2 separate regions of the Sus scrofa genome follow, and region 2 is linked to region 1. A link is a contact called in public Hi-C data. All regions are on one chromosome and are shown on one strand. Each heading gives the region's core, a stretch centred on a gene start, on an enhancer-like site or on the middle of the called end of the contact. The rest is flanking DNA. Distances are from core to core; before and after follow the strand shown.

The links. A called contact is a pair of places that touch in the nucleus more often than the background predicts.
Region 2: a Hi-C map of fetal liver shows a contact between it and region 1, with 1.8 times the contacts expected there. The contact joins two enhancer-like sites. A contact is called at or near these places in 1 of 5 promoter capture datasets (fetal liver) and 2 of 47 Hi-C or Micro-C datasets (embryonic fibroblasts and fetal liver).

Annotation. Positions count from the first base shown.
Region 1 is chr18:38,330,819-38,336,606 of Sscrofa11.1, forward strand. No RefSeq gene overlaps it. Among named protein-coding and RNA genes, the nearest start is that of HERPUD2, 49 kb to the left of the region's middle. Within about 2 kb of position 3,378, at least 1 of the 83 cell types and tissues checked has an H3K27ac peak or open chromatin away from gene starts, as enhancers often do. A contact at or near this core is called in fetal liver, where this site is marked.
Region 2 is chr18:38,373,768-38,380,215 of Sscrofa11.1, forward strand. No RefSeq gene overlaps it. Among named protein-coding and RNA genes, the nearest start is that of HERPUD2, 92 kb to the left of the region's middle. Within about 2 kb of position 4,449, at least 1 of the 83 cell types and tissues checked has an H3K27ac peak or open chromatin away from gene starts, as enhancers often do. A contact at or near this core is called in fetal liver, where this site is marked.

The DNA.
Region 1 (5,788 bases), core at 2,128-4,627:
TGCTGAGAAAACTAGAAAAGTGAGAATATAGATGTATAGTAAGACATCAGGAAGCTATCAATAAAGCAGGGGTCAATACTCCACACAGATGAGACTGACCTTTGGTGCCACATTTTACCCCTAAAAGCACTTGTTAATTCGAGAGCAAGGGGCAGAACCTGAGCAAAAATTTTGGTAGATTCATAAGGAACAAAAATGAGAGTTCTGGCTACACCAAGAAATGTCCTTTAAACACTGTAGGCTTTCTGTTAGGACCCAAAGGGCTGTCCCTTGAGTGAAGGTGAGCTGGAAATGGGTCTGTCCTCACTAGAACTGAAGCCCAGCCTCAAGTCATCTCAGTCCTTAATTGAATGAGGCAATTGGCCCCAAACCTAGTGGACAGCCACAGCAAAAATAAATCCCCTCTAAAGGAAGTTAACATCATGCAATTTCTCAAACTTTTTCTATAATTTTTTGAAAGTCTGTTAATCAATAAGAAAATAATGAGGAATACAAAAACATAAGATTTGACCAAAATGGAGAAAGTGAAAGAAACCCTCAGTTAGATATTTTACACTATCTGATAGAAATCTTACAATAACTATGATTAAAATGTTCAAGGATTTAAATGGAGAAATTTCAGCAGAGAACTGGGAATTATATGAAAAAATTCTAGAACTGGAAAATAATATAGCCAAAATTAAGAAATCAGCAATTGCTTTGATAGTCACCGTTTGAGAGAATCAGTGAACTGAAAGATAGAAAAAAATTGCAGAATGATGCTGCAGGAGAATAGGGCAGACACAATATTTGAAGAGCTGATGGCTAAGAATTTTCCAAAATTGAAGAAAGTCTTTGAGCCACAGATGTGAGAAATGCTGTTGACTTCCAAGCAGGATAAATACAAAGACTATCACAACTAATTACTTTAGAATAAAACTGCTAGAAAACAAATTTTAAAAGTAGCCAGAGGAAAATATACATCACTTCCAAAGGAGCCACAATATGTAAGCCTAGTAGGTGATAGTTTCAAAGAGCTTACAGAAAATAGCAGCCAATGTGGAAGACTACGTGCAGCAAAAATGCCCTTCAAAAGACATTTTTAGGCAAATTAAAAGAGAACTTGTCACCACTGGAAAGTAATAGAAGTACTAAAGGAAAATAGTAATGGGTGTTTGGGCAGAAGGAAAATGATCACAGATCACAGCTTGGGGGTGCAGGAAGAAATTGAAAAGCAATGGAAAGGTAAATATTTGCATAAATCTTAAAGAATATATAACAAAACTTATATGCTTTATGAGTCTTACATGGATAAACAATTAAAATACACGACAAAAAATAGTATGTAAGTCTGATGGGACATAAGTGGAATTGAGTATTCTGATGTCCTTGAATTGTCTTGGAAATGGAAACGGTGAAGGCACTGACTTATATTAGAAATGCATCAGGCAGGGTGCATGTTGCAATTTCTGTGATATTTTCTAAAACATAATAAAAGAATGGAAAACTTTTGTTAAAAGAAACATGAAATTTTAAAAGTTGAAGAGAAGGCAAGAAAGAAGATAAAATAACAGAGCAGATAGGAACACACAGAAAACAAAAAGTTAAGAAGGTACAGTTAAATTCAAAGGTATTGGAGTTCCCGTCATGGCTCAGCAGAAACGAATCTGACTAGTATCCTTGGGGACACAGGTTCAATCCCTGGCCTCGATCAGTGGGTTGAGGATCCGGCGTTGCTGGGAGATGTGGCGTAGGTCACAAACATGGCTCAGATCTGTCATTGCTGTGGCTGTGGCACAGGCTGGCAGCTGTAGCTACAATTCGACCCCTAGCCTGGGAACTTCCATATGCCATGAGTGTGGCCCTAAGAAGACAAAAATAAAATAAAATAAAAATTCAAAGGTATCAGTATCTCTACATCAAGCATAAATGAACTGAATATTACAACTTAAACACAATATTGTCAGCTTGGATAAAATACAAAACTTAATTCAATGACACTTAAAAATAACATACCTTAAGTATACGGAGACAGAAAGGTAGAGAGTAAAAAGATGGAAAAAGACTTCTCAATGCAAGTATTCATCGACAGGAAACGGGGGCACCGGAAGGCAAGCAGACTTTAAGGTAAAAAGTATTACTAGAGTAAGAGGACTATTTCAAAATGATCAATGTTCACTTCACCAGCATATGCAGCTCACTGAGATGTTTGAACTCTTAGTGAAGCTCAGAAAGGCTGCCCAGGCCCTGCCTCACCTTGGTGATGCACCAGCAAGCTAATTCAGTCAAGAGGCACCAGATTCAAAGTATTTGAAGATTGTGTGTGTGTGTGTGCGCGTGTGCGTGTGTGTGTGTGTGTGTGTGTGTGTGTGTGTGTGTGAGAGAGAGAGAGAGAGAGAAGTACAAAGGATGGAGTAGTAACGGCCAAAAAACAATAAATGTAACATGTAACATTTTCTTTTTAAAAATCAAATACATGCTGGCTCAGAGCCTCCCCACCCTATATACCCCTGCTTTTTTGGGTCAGCATCATTAAAAAATGTTATTAATAGCAGTTCCTTTGTGGCACAGCAGGTTAAGGATCTGGTGCATAGTTGCTGCTGTGTTGTGGGTTCAATTGCTCTCTAGCCCAGGAACTTACACATGCCATGGGGGCAGTTAAAAAAAAAGAAAAAAAAAGGAAATGTTATTAATAATAGATAATACTTATCAGATGCTTAATGTTCTAAGGACTTTGCAAATGTTAATTTATTTAATCCTCTCAACAACCCTAGGAGGTAGGTATCTTTGTTACCATTTCTGTTTTACAGATGGAAAACCCAGCCACTGGCAGAGCTGGTGTCCAAAACAAGGCAGCCACCTGTCAGAGCTCTTGCTCTAAACAGTACCACACAGCTCTCTGGGTTTTACAATCTGTCCGACTTGTTGGATAACCATTATTGAACCTCTCGTGAACTATCCCTTCTGTTTTGATGACTCTGGGTTGTCATGGAAATTGTGCAAAAGGAGTGAGAGAGGAGCATGAGAAGAAGCTCATGTTTACTGGGGGTCTGCTCTGAACCCCGTCTTCATCAAGACGTGTCACAACCTTACATGTAGATACTATTAGTCCTATTTTAAAAATGAAAAAAATAATGTCCAGGGACATTCAGAGACTTAGCAAGTCTTACTTTAAGAACAGTAAAAAGGGATTCTTTCCTGGTCCCTTTGATTCCATTGCCTCTTCTCAATAAACCACACTGGCTTGTTACACTATGAAATCAGAGTGAATTGATTGAATCTTGCCATGTTGCTTCTTCAAGTTTCTCAGCCTCTGCTAAATAACTAGTTATTTCTTCAACAGTGTGACAGCTGAGACAAGGATGGGTGGCTGCACTTTACTACTTTTAGCACTAGATGGTGGTGTAACATCACGAGCTCCACTGCTGTACACCCTGCCCCGAGGAAGGTGATTTCAGAGCCTGGGGGCACTGGAGGGCAAAATGCTACTTCAAAGTAGCTTGAGAAACTATGGACGAAAGGAGGCCCTCTCTTGGTCTTCACATCCTGGTCATTGATGCTAAACTCTGGGAAGGCTGGAGAAGGTGACCCTCACTCAGCTTCAGGATGTGAAACACTGACAGCTGCGTGTTTCTCAGACGGTCTTGGGTTGAACTCCTGGCTCCATCAAGCCCTGGTGAGTGGGCACCAGCTTACTCTCAATGGGCTCCCCACCTACAGAAGGTTGTAGATTTAAAACTCAGTAATCCTGGCTCTAGTGCTGTCACTGCTGTGGCCTCTGTGGTGCATGTTCAGTCCCTGGCCCCAGAACTTCCTTACAGCATGAGTGTGGCCCCAAAACTCCAAAAAGCAAAAAACCTCAGCAATCCTGTTGGTATATAATCTGTTCCTTCTCAGCTACTTTCCTATCCTCCTCCCGCCCCTTCTGGGGGACTGGCTTGAGGTTACAGCAGTCATCTGGGATTAGAACCCACATCAAGGATGTTTTCTGATGTGCTGGCTATCAACTATCTAAAGAGCTGCCTTTAATAAAATTGGTTTGGAGGATAGTCATAAACTTGAAGGGTTTAACAGTTTTGACTCTGAAAAAGTATTATGGGCATGAGAGACAAAGAAAGATAAAGACCTACTTCATACTGGAGACATGGCAACTAGATGCAATGGGGGAGACTGGATGGGGATCATGGACCAGAAAAAAGGACATCAGTGGGACAATTGGTGACATTTGAACATATTCTGTAGATTAGTTAAGAGTACTATTTCAGGTTAATTTCTTGGTTTTGATCATTGTACTGTGGCTATGTAAAATGTTAATATTTGGGGAAAGGAAGGGAAGAGTGTATAGGAATTTTTTTTTTTTTTTTTTTTTTTTTGCCTTTTAGGGCTGCACACACAGCATATGGAAGTTCCCAGGCTAGGGGTCAAACTGGAGCTACAGCTGGCGGCCTATGACACAGCCACAGCAATGACAGAAATGAGCCACGTCTGTGACCTACACCACAGCTCATGGCAGAGCCAGATCGCCAACCCATTGAGAGACACCAGGGATCAAACCTGCATCCTCATGGATGCTGTTCAGATGAATCGCTATAGGTCACAGATGCTGCTCGGATCCCACATTGCTGTGGCTGTGGTTTAGGCCGGCAATTACAGCTTCAATTCAACCCCTAGCCTGGGAACTTCCATATGCTGCAAGTGCGGCCTTAAAAAGCAAAAAACAAACAAACCCACAAACAAAAAATTGCATATGATAGTCTAGATTGAAAAAAGAATACCAAATTATTGGATGAGTATAGTTATGTAAGAAAACTGTGCAACAAAAAGCTCTGTGTAGCATTTGCCAAGTTTATCCTATGCCCAAGTGTTCTTTAGATTATCATTTTGAAAAAGAACAATAATTTAGGCATAATCTAATTCATCTAACTTAAGTTTAAGAGAAAAATAAAAATACGTCTCCAGTTATAAATGAGATCCTTTTCTTCATCTAGATTAGTTTTAAAAGTTCAAACACAGATGTAGTAAAGCTGATTCAATTCAGCAATACAGTTGGAAGAACTGAACACATTTGTGGGTAAGGCTGGAGGAGGGACGACTGAAAAGGCAGGGCTGTGACAGGGAGAGGGACAAGGTTCATTTAGGTCCAGTGGCTGGAGCTGGAACAGACAGCAGGATTCAGTTATTTGTCAAGTGAATGTGAGATAACCCCTGAAATTTCTCCCTTGGTGTCTATGAACTTACATTTCATCATCTGAAAAGAAATGACAAGATGTTCCGTTATTATATTGTCCCTTTCTTCCCAGGACTTTCCAGGCATCAGGGCTTTCTCAGGAAGACAGAAGACTCACCTAGGAAGGTGGGCAGACCCACCTTACCATCTCTCGTCTCCTCTTTCCCTCTGAAAGGGCAGACCTCCCCTTCTTACCACAGTAAGTTCAGTCCTCCACTGTTTACTCTCTCAGTGAAGCAGCCATGTTTGAAAGTAGAAAGACAGTGTCCCACTTCTCAAAGAGGTTTAATTGTCTTACAACTATTGCTCTTTGGGGGTGCAGCCAGGGCAATGGAATCTCAGATCACAGACACAGATACGATGGACATAGAAAGATCCAAGAAGGAGGTTAAAAATGTCCATAATGAACTCACATTATCTTGAGGAAACCTCTAATCGAATGAGAATAGATTTTGTTGAGGAGATTGTACATGAACAATTAATTATTCATGGCAGAGACATCATTAGGATTTCATTTTGTTTAAAGGCCTCTAAGTACTTAGGCAATTGGGTTAAGCTGGAGAAGAATTTCAAGAAAGAGAC
Region 2 (6,448 bases), core at 3,199-5,698, 44 kb after region 1:
CAAGGTCTTCAGTTTGAGGCTTGGATGAAGCCCTGGAGGGAAGCCCAGAGCTTCGAGCCCTGCCTGGCACATTTCAGACTCTTGGCAAATCTTTATTAAATGAATGAACCTCTCTGGGCCTTAGCTTCCTCTAGAGAAAAGGGAGGGATAAGACAAGATTGCATCTGAGCCTTCTTTCTGCTTCCATGTTTTATGATTCCAATTTAATTACAAACATAGAACAACTTAGAAGGAATGATATAACTGCTTGTCATCAGACAGATTGCTCTGTCCATGAAGGGACATTCTCTAGGGGGGTTTCTACCTTGAAAAAATCTTTATCATTATTATTTTTACTTACAAAAGTAATGCATGCTCATTAGATCCCGTTAGTGGTTTGCCGTATAACCTTTCAGATGATTTCTTATGCATGGACAGGCATCTCTCATTTTACTGTGCTTTGCTTTATTGTGCTTCATAGATACTGCAAGTTTTATAAACTGAAGGTTTATGGCAAACTTGTGTTGTCAGAAAATGGTTAACATTATTTTAGCAATCAAGTATTTTTAAAAAATTAAGGTATATACTTTTTTTTAGACAATGCTATTGGCACACTTAATAGACTATGTTATATTGTAAAGATAACTTTTATATGCACACACATGAAAATCTGTGTGACTTACTTTACTGAAATATTCACTTTATTGTGGTCATCTGTAACTGAATCTGTAATATTTCCCAGTTATGCCTGTACCGATATTGGGTATTTTTTTTGGGGGGGGGAACATTGATTACTTTAAAAAAGTATCAAATATCATGAACTTCTTTTTTTGTTTGTTTTGCTTTTTAGTACCGCCCCCAAGGCATATGGAATTTCCCAGGCTAGGGGTCAAATCGGCAGCTCATGGCAAAGCTGGATCCTTAACTCACTGAGTGAGGCCAGGGATTGAACCCTTGGCCTCATAGATACTAGCCCAGTTCTTTACTGCTGAGCCACAACAGGAACTCCTCGAATATCATGAACCTCTTTCAGAGAAAATGTTCTTTATGGAAAAAGGCAGTGACATTCTTTGCTGGTTGATTAAAAATAGAAATAGAAAAAAATAGAAATAATGAGGAATTAAAAATTCCATTAAAAATAGAAATAATGTGGAATTCCTGCTGTGACAGAACAGGATTGGCAGCGTCTCTGCAGCTCTGGAATGCAGGTTCGATCCCTGGCATGGCACAGTGGGTTAAGGATATAGCATTGCCACAGCTGCATCTCACATCTGATCCCTGTCCCAGGAACACCATATGCTGTCGGGTGGCCTAAAAAGAAGAAAGAAGCAAGGAAGGAAGGAAGGAAGGAAAGAAAGAAAAAGAAAGAAAGAAAGAAAGAAAGAAAGAAAGAAAGAAAGAAAGAAAGAAAGAAAGAAAGAAAGGAAGAAAGAATGAATCTTGACCAAAAAGCTGAGATGGGGGAGGTCCTAACCTGGAATTTTGTTTAAACGCAAATTCCCATCTCACACTGCATATAATTCCTGACAATTTCTTGGAAGTTCTGCTCACATTTAGGCCCTGGGATGCCTTCATGGGCACCTTTCAATGGCTGCCATTGGATAAACACACTGGGCTTTTGGCACCTATGAGAAATGCCATGAGTAGTGGGTGCCAGAGAGCCCATGTCCCTAAGACTCACAAGTGTCATCTCCCTGGACCCAGTTCTGTTGTTCCTCCCCATGGGTCCCCTCCCCCAGCTTGGAGGCTGTAGCTCTTTGGGGAGGTGGGGCAGGAGGAGCCCCGCTAAGTAGCCTGAGTCCCTCCTCCTCTCTGTGCCCCCACCTCTCACTTTGGGGGCTGCTTGATATGCAGCCAGCATCCACTCAACATAATGTGCCTTTACCTGCCAATGTGCTTTGAGGGATATTGTTAGCATTAAATTTGCCATTTACATTTTCATGTCTGACATAATTGAGGAATGAATGCTCTTATGAAAATTAAACTTGTGGTTCTCCCGGGCTGCTGTAACCCTGTTAAAATGTAATGTGATTTTTGATGCTTCTTCTTGAGGTTTTTATTAAATAGAATATCAGGATGACTAATTCCCCGGGCCTAAATGCAGGCTGGGAAGCAGCATTATTGATAGGGCTGTGTCCAAATGGTCCTCCGTGCTCAGCCTCTAATGGCCTAATAATGCATTATACTTGAATCAGAAATACTTTGAGTTGTAGTGCTTATTGCCATTATTGAAAACACCTGGATGCTCCATTCATCAAGGTTACTTCCAAAGGGGGCCATTTGTTTATTAGGCTGTCAGTAAACATCTCTGTTTGGTCTGGGTTCAGCCACATTTGGCCGCACTGGAGAGAGAGTGCAAATCCAGCCGGGGGATCTCTTGTGGTTCTCCTGATTAGTTTTCTCGTTAAGAAAAAAGCAAGCTAATGAAAAGTTGGGAGTGGCTTTATAAAGAACACATTTTACCTCACATAATCTGCTGTGATGGCAGCAGAGATCAGGGAGGCGGGCTCTTTCTTTCAGCAGCTGCCAAGATGGCCGCCCCGCCTCCCTGGTCCTCTCGTCCGCTGCGGATGCTCACCGGCTCGGACCCTCTGCAGCTGGGCATCCCCCTGGGCATGGAGGCCTGGGCCCATGCACCCTGGACGGGGCCTGTCTCCCTACAGAACAAAATCAAATTCCTCTCTCGTTTGGTGTCCAGAGAGGGACATCTATCTCCCTTTCACAGACACTTCCTGACTTAACGCCTTTTCCAGGAGGGCTTGGCAGCAATATTGTGATTAAACTGGAAGTGCTTCGGGATGCCTTTTTAAAAAGCCATGTTTCATACAAATTACAAAATGCAACAAACATCTCTACTAAATCAAACAAATATATTTATGGCTTTTTGTTCATGACTTACTTTTTGTGAGGTAAAAGGGTGCCTGTGTAACCTCACCCGGGGTGGGGGGGAGATCTAAAACTCCGCCAGCACCCAGGAATCCTCCCCAGTGCCCCACCCAGATCTTTGCCGCCGCCATGGTGGCCTCCTTGAAGCCTCATCTCCCAAATGAGTCCACTATGAGATTTGAGTCTATAGGTCACACAGGACCAGCCACCAGATCCATCCAACTTTCCCTTTCAATATCTGTGCATGCTGAGGTTTGTGGAATGATAGCACAGCAAACTCTACCCTATATTCTGTGATAATCTATGTGGGAAAAGAAACTGAAAGAGAATGGATGGGTGTACATGTAGAACTGAATCACTTTGTCATATAGCAGAAATTATCATAACATTGTAAATCGATTATACTTTAACAAAACTTTTAAAAATAAGAAAAAAGAAAAATGTTAAAAAAATTTTATAAAAGGTCTACAGAAGTTCCTGCTGTGGTGCAGTGGGTTAAGGATCCAGTGTTGTCTATGCTACAGCATGGGCTCAATCTCTGGTCCAACTCAGTGGGTTAAATTCATATTTGACCCCTGGCCTGGGAACTTCCTTCTGCCTTGGATGTGGCCAACCTCCTCCCCTCACGCCACTCCCCCCCTCCCCCAAACAAACCATGTCTGGGAACAGGCTCCTAGCCTTTGCTTCCCAGTCCTGAATAGAGTGTATTAAGGAGGGAGGGAGGGAGGGGACCGACAATGCAATAGCACAGTGGATGCAGAGAAAATCTACCCAGTAAAAAGAGCCTGAGACTGAAACCGGAAAGCTTCTCCCCGTGGTCGCCCTACTCAGGGGCGCTCGTCTTGGCGTCCCTTCAAACACTGGCTTGGTTTGGGATTCTGATCATAATGCAAACATTTCCACACCCTTAAAATTGTATTTTCTGTCTCATGAAACAAAGCAGGGAGGACTAAATCTGCATCAATTAAAAATTACATACTCAGCGAGTGTTCTATAATTGCCACCCCAAAAGTGGGACAAAATGTCAAAGATGGTCGTGCTCTGGTCTTCAAAAAGCCTGTGTCCCCTCAGCTTTGACTGCTTCTGTGGGCACCGCTCCTTGGTCTTTTCAGGCTTCCCTCCCTCTAGGGACAGGCAAAGGCCTGGGCTATAAGCCCTGCAGGCTATGGGGCAGGATGGGGAGGGGGGCGTATGTTGCCTGGCCTGTGGGCTCACCTGAGGGAAAGGACATTTTACTCAGAGGGACTGCCTAGTAGCTTACGTCACAGGCATGTGATCTCTGTTGGCAATGTTTGGTTTTGAAATTTTCTGGGGTTAAGAGGGGAGTTAGGAAAATTTGTTCTCTCCTGCAAGCAGGAATTCCCTGAGCATCATTCTTTTCCCTGAAGCCCACAGAAGCTCTCCTGTGTTCACAGTTCTACCAGTGGGAGAAGCATCTGGCTGGGGTGAGGCAAAGGCTTTGATACCTACTGCTTTGAACCGCTTATTGCTCTTGTAAAAAAAATAAACTAACAGAAATCTCAATTAGAGTTGGTAGACCAGCAGGGGGAGCTCTGGTGCCCTACCTCATATCGGAACTCAATAGGAAGAACAAATCTCCCCTGGCAAAGACTTGGCCAATGAGAGCTCTGGACTCTGTGTTTTCTGTAGGCTCTCAACTTCCTTTCCCCCTCTATAAAAGACTTCTCCTGCCCTTGCTGGGTGGGGACTTGCACACAGCTTGCTATGTTTGCAAATTCCAAACTACAATTCTCTGCTGATCTCAAACAAACCCGTCTTTGGTGGTGAAATATCTGGGCCATAAAGTGCTTAAATGCAGGTTCTTATTTAATCATCACCTTATTTAATTTCATCACTGACCAGGAGCCAGGACCTCATTCTTGTTCTCTGCTGCTATTTCTAGACTTTGCAGAGCATCTGGTGCTCAAGGAATGAACTTGTGTTGAATTAGTGAAAGTATTTTTCATGTGCTTGATGGCTGGGACAGAACAGGAGGGAGGAGGTTCGTTGTAATACCTTTTCTCTGAACAGATTGAACTGCCATCCACCCTTATTCAGCCAAGATCAATTGTTTTAAAGAATCAAGGGATCTGACAGCTTCTTTGGTATCTCTCTGTTCAGGTCCTGCCTTAGAAGCTGTGATATTTTGGAGCTGGAGGTAAGGAGGGGCACAGAGGGGGCTGTGGCTCTGACAGCAGACGAGTGCAGTTTGAGACAGTTCTGCTTCTTGCCAGCTGACCCCCTGGCAATATAACCTGACAACCAAAGCCTCAGCTTTCCATCTTAAAATGAAGTCTAGCTTTATCTAGGTCTTTTAAGGCTTCAAAATCCAGCCTGGATGGGTATTTAATAGATTCCATTTCCTTCTCTGGAACAGATGGTTAAATTGAAGCCTGGAAGTCTAAGGGGGGTGTTTAAAGACTTTTCTCCAAAGTGTGAGGTTTTAGGGTATTTATGCTTGTTAAATACAGATTGCTGCCCCAGCTCCAGAGCTGCTGATTCCATGGATCTGTAGGGGCCCGAGAATTTGCATTTCTAACAGCCCACTGCTGCTGCTGGTCCTGGGACCACACTGTGAAAATCATTTATATGAAGGCTGAGATGCCAGGGACATGGGTACCCAGAAAGCCAAAAGGAGAACCACAACATAAAAATGGAGTATGCTGAGTCTCCAGGACTCACATTTCTAAGGCTACGTTCAAGAGAACAGAAGATAGCAAACGCCTTGTTAAAAAAAAAAAAAATACAGGTTTATTATATGGAGAGCTGACAGGACTGATTGGAAATAAATCCACCTCCAAACAAATTCACTTTTTTAGGAAGTAAATGAAGGCCATCCTGTGAGATGCATTGACGGTGAAACTTTAGAAGCTATAGAAACTATAACCATTCATCCTGTTTCTAGCTTTCGATGGTGAGCGTGGGGATTCCAGGGAAGAGGAAGCCTTTTCTGCTAATGGCCCTGGCTCCAGGGAAGATGGAAAAGATGTGGCTTCCTCCCTCATTCCCTCATCCTGGCCTCATCAGAATCACAACGTCTTGAGGTCAGAGCTGCCAAAGATAGTTTTTCTTCAAGAAACCTGAAGCCCATAGGAGGTCTGTCTTCTTGGGGGAAATCTCTGACTAACTGGTTGCTCTGTATGAGGGACACCTAGTGTGACAGGATTAGCCCACCTGGTCGCTGTCACCCAGGCCACACAGTAGAGTCACCTGGGGAAACTGAAAAGAAAAGAGTACAGATGCCTTGTGCTCTCGTGCTGTCTTTATTCAGAACTGCCTTTTTTTTTTTTTTTCTGGTCTTTTTAGGGCTGCACCCGCAGCATATGGGGTTCCCAGGCTAGGGGTTGAATTGGAGCTTCTATAGCTGTCAGCCTACACCACAGCCACAGCAATGCTAGATCCGAGCCTCGTCCTTAACCCACTGAGTGAGACCAGGGATGGAACACTTGTCCTCATGGATACTAGTTGGATTCTTTACCGCTGAGCCAGGATGGGAACTCCTTCTACTCAGAGCCTTTGAGGGAGGTTGTTTCTCTGTTGTTATTTTTTTTTTTCTAAACTCAAAATGGATTAAAGACCTAGA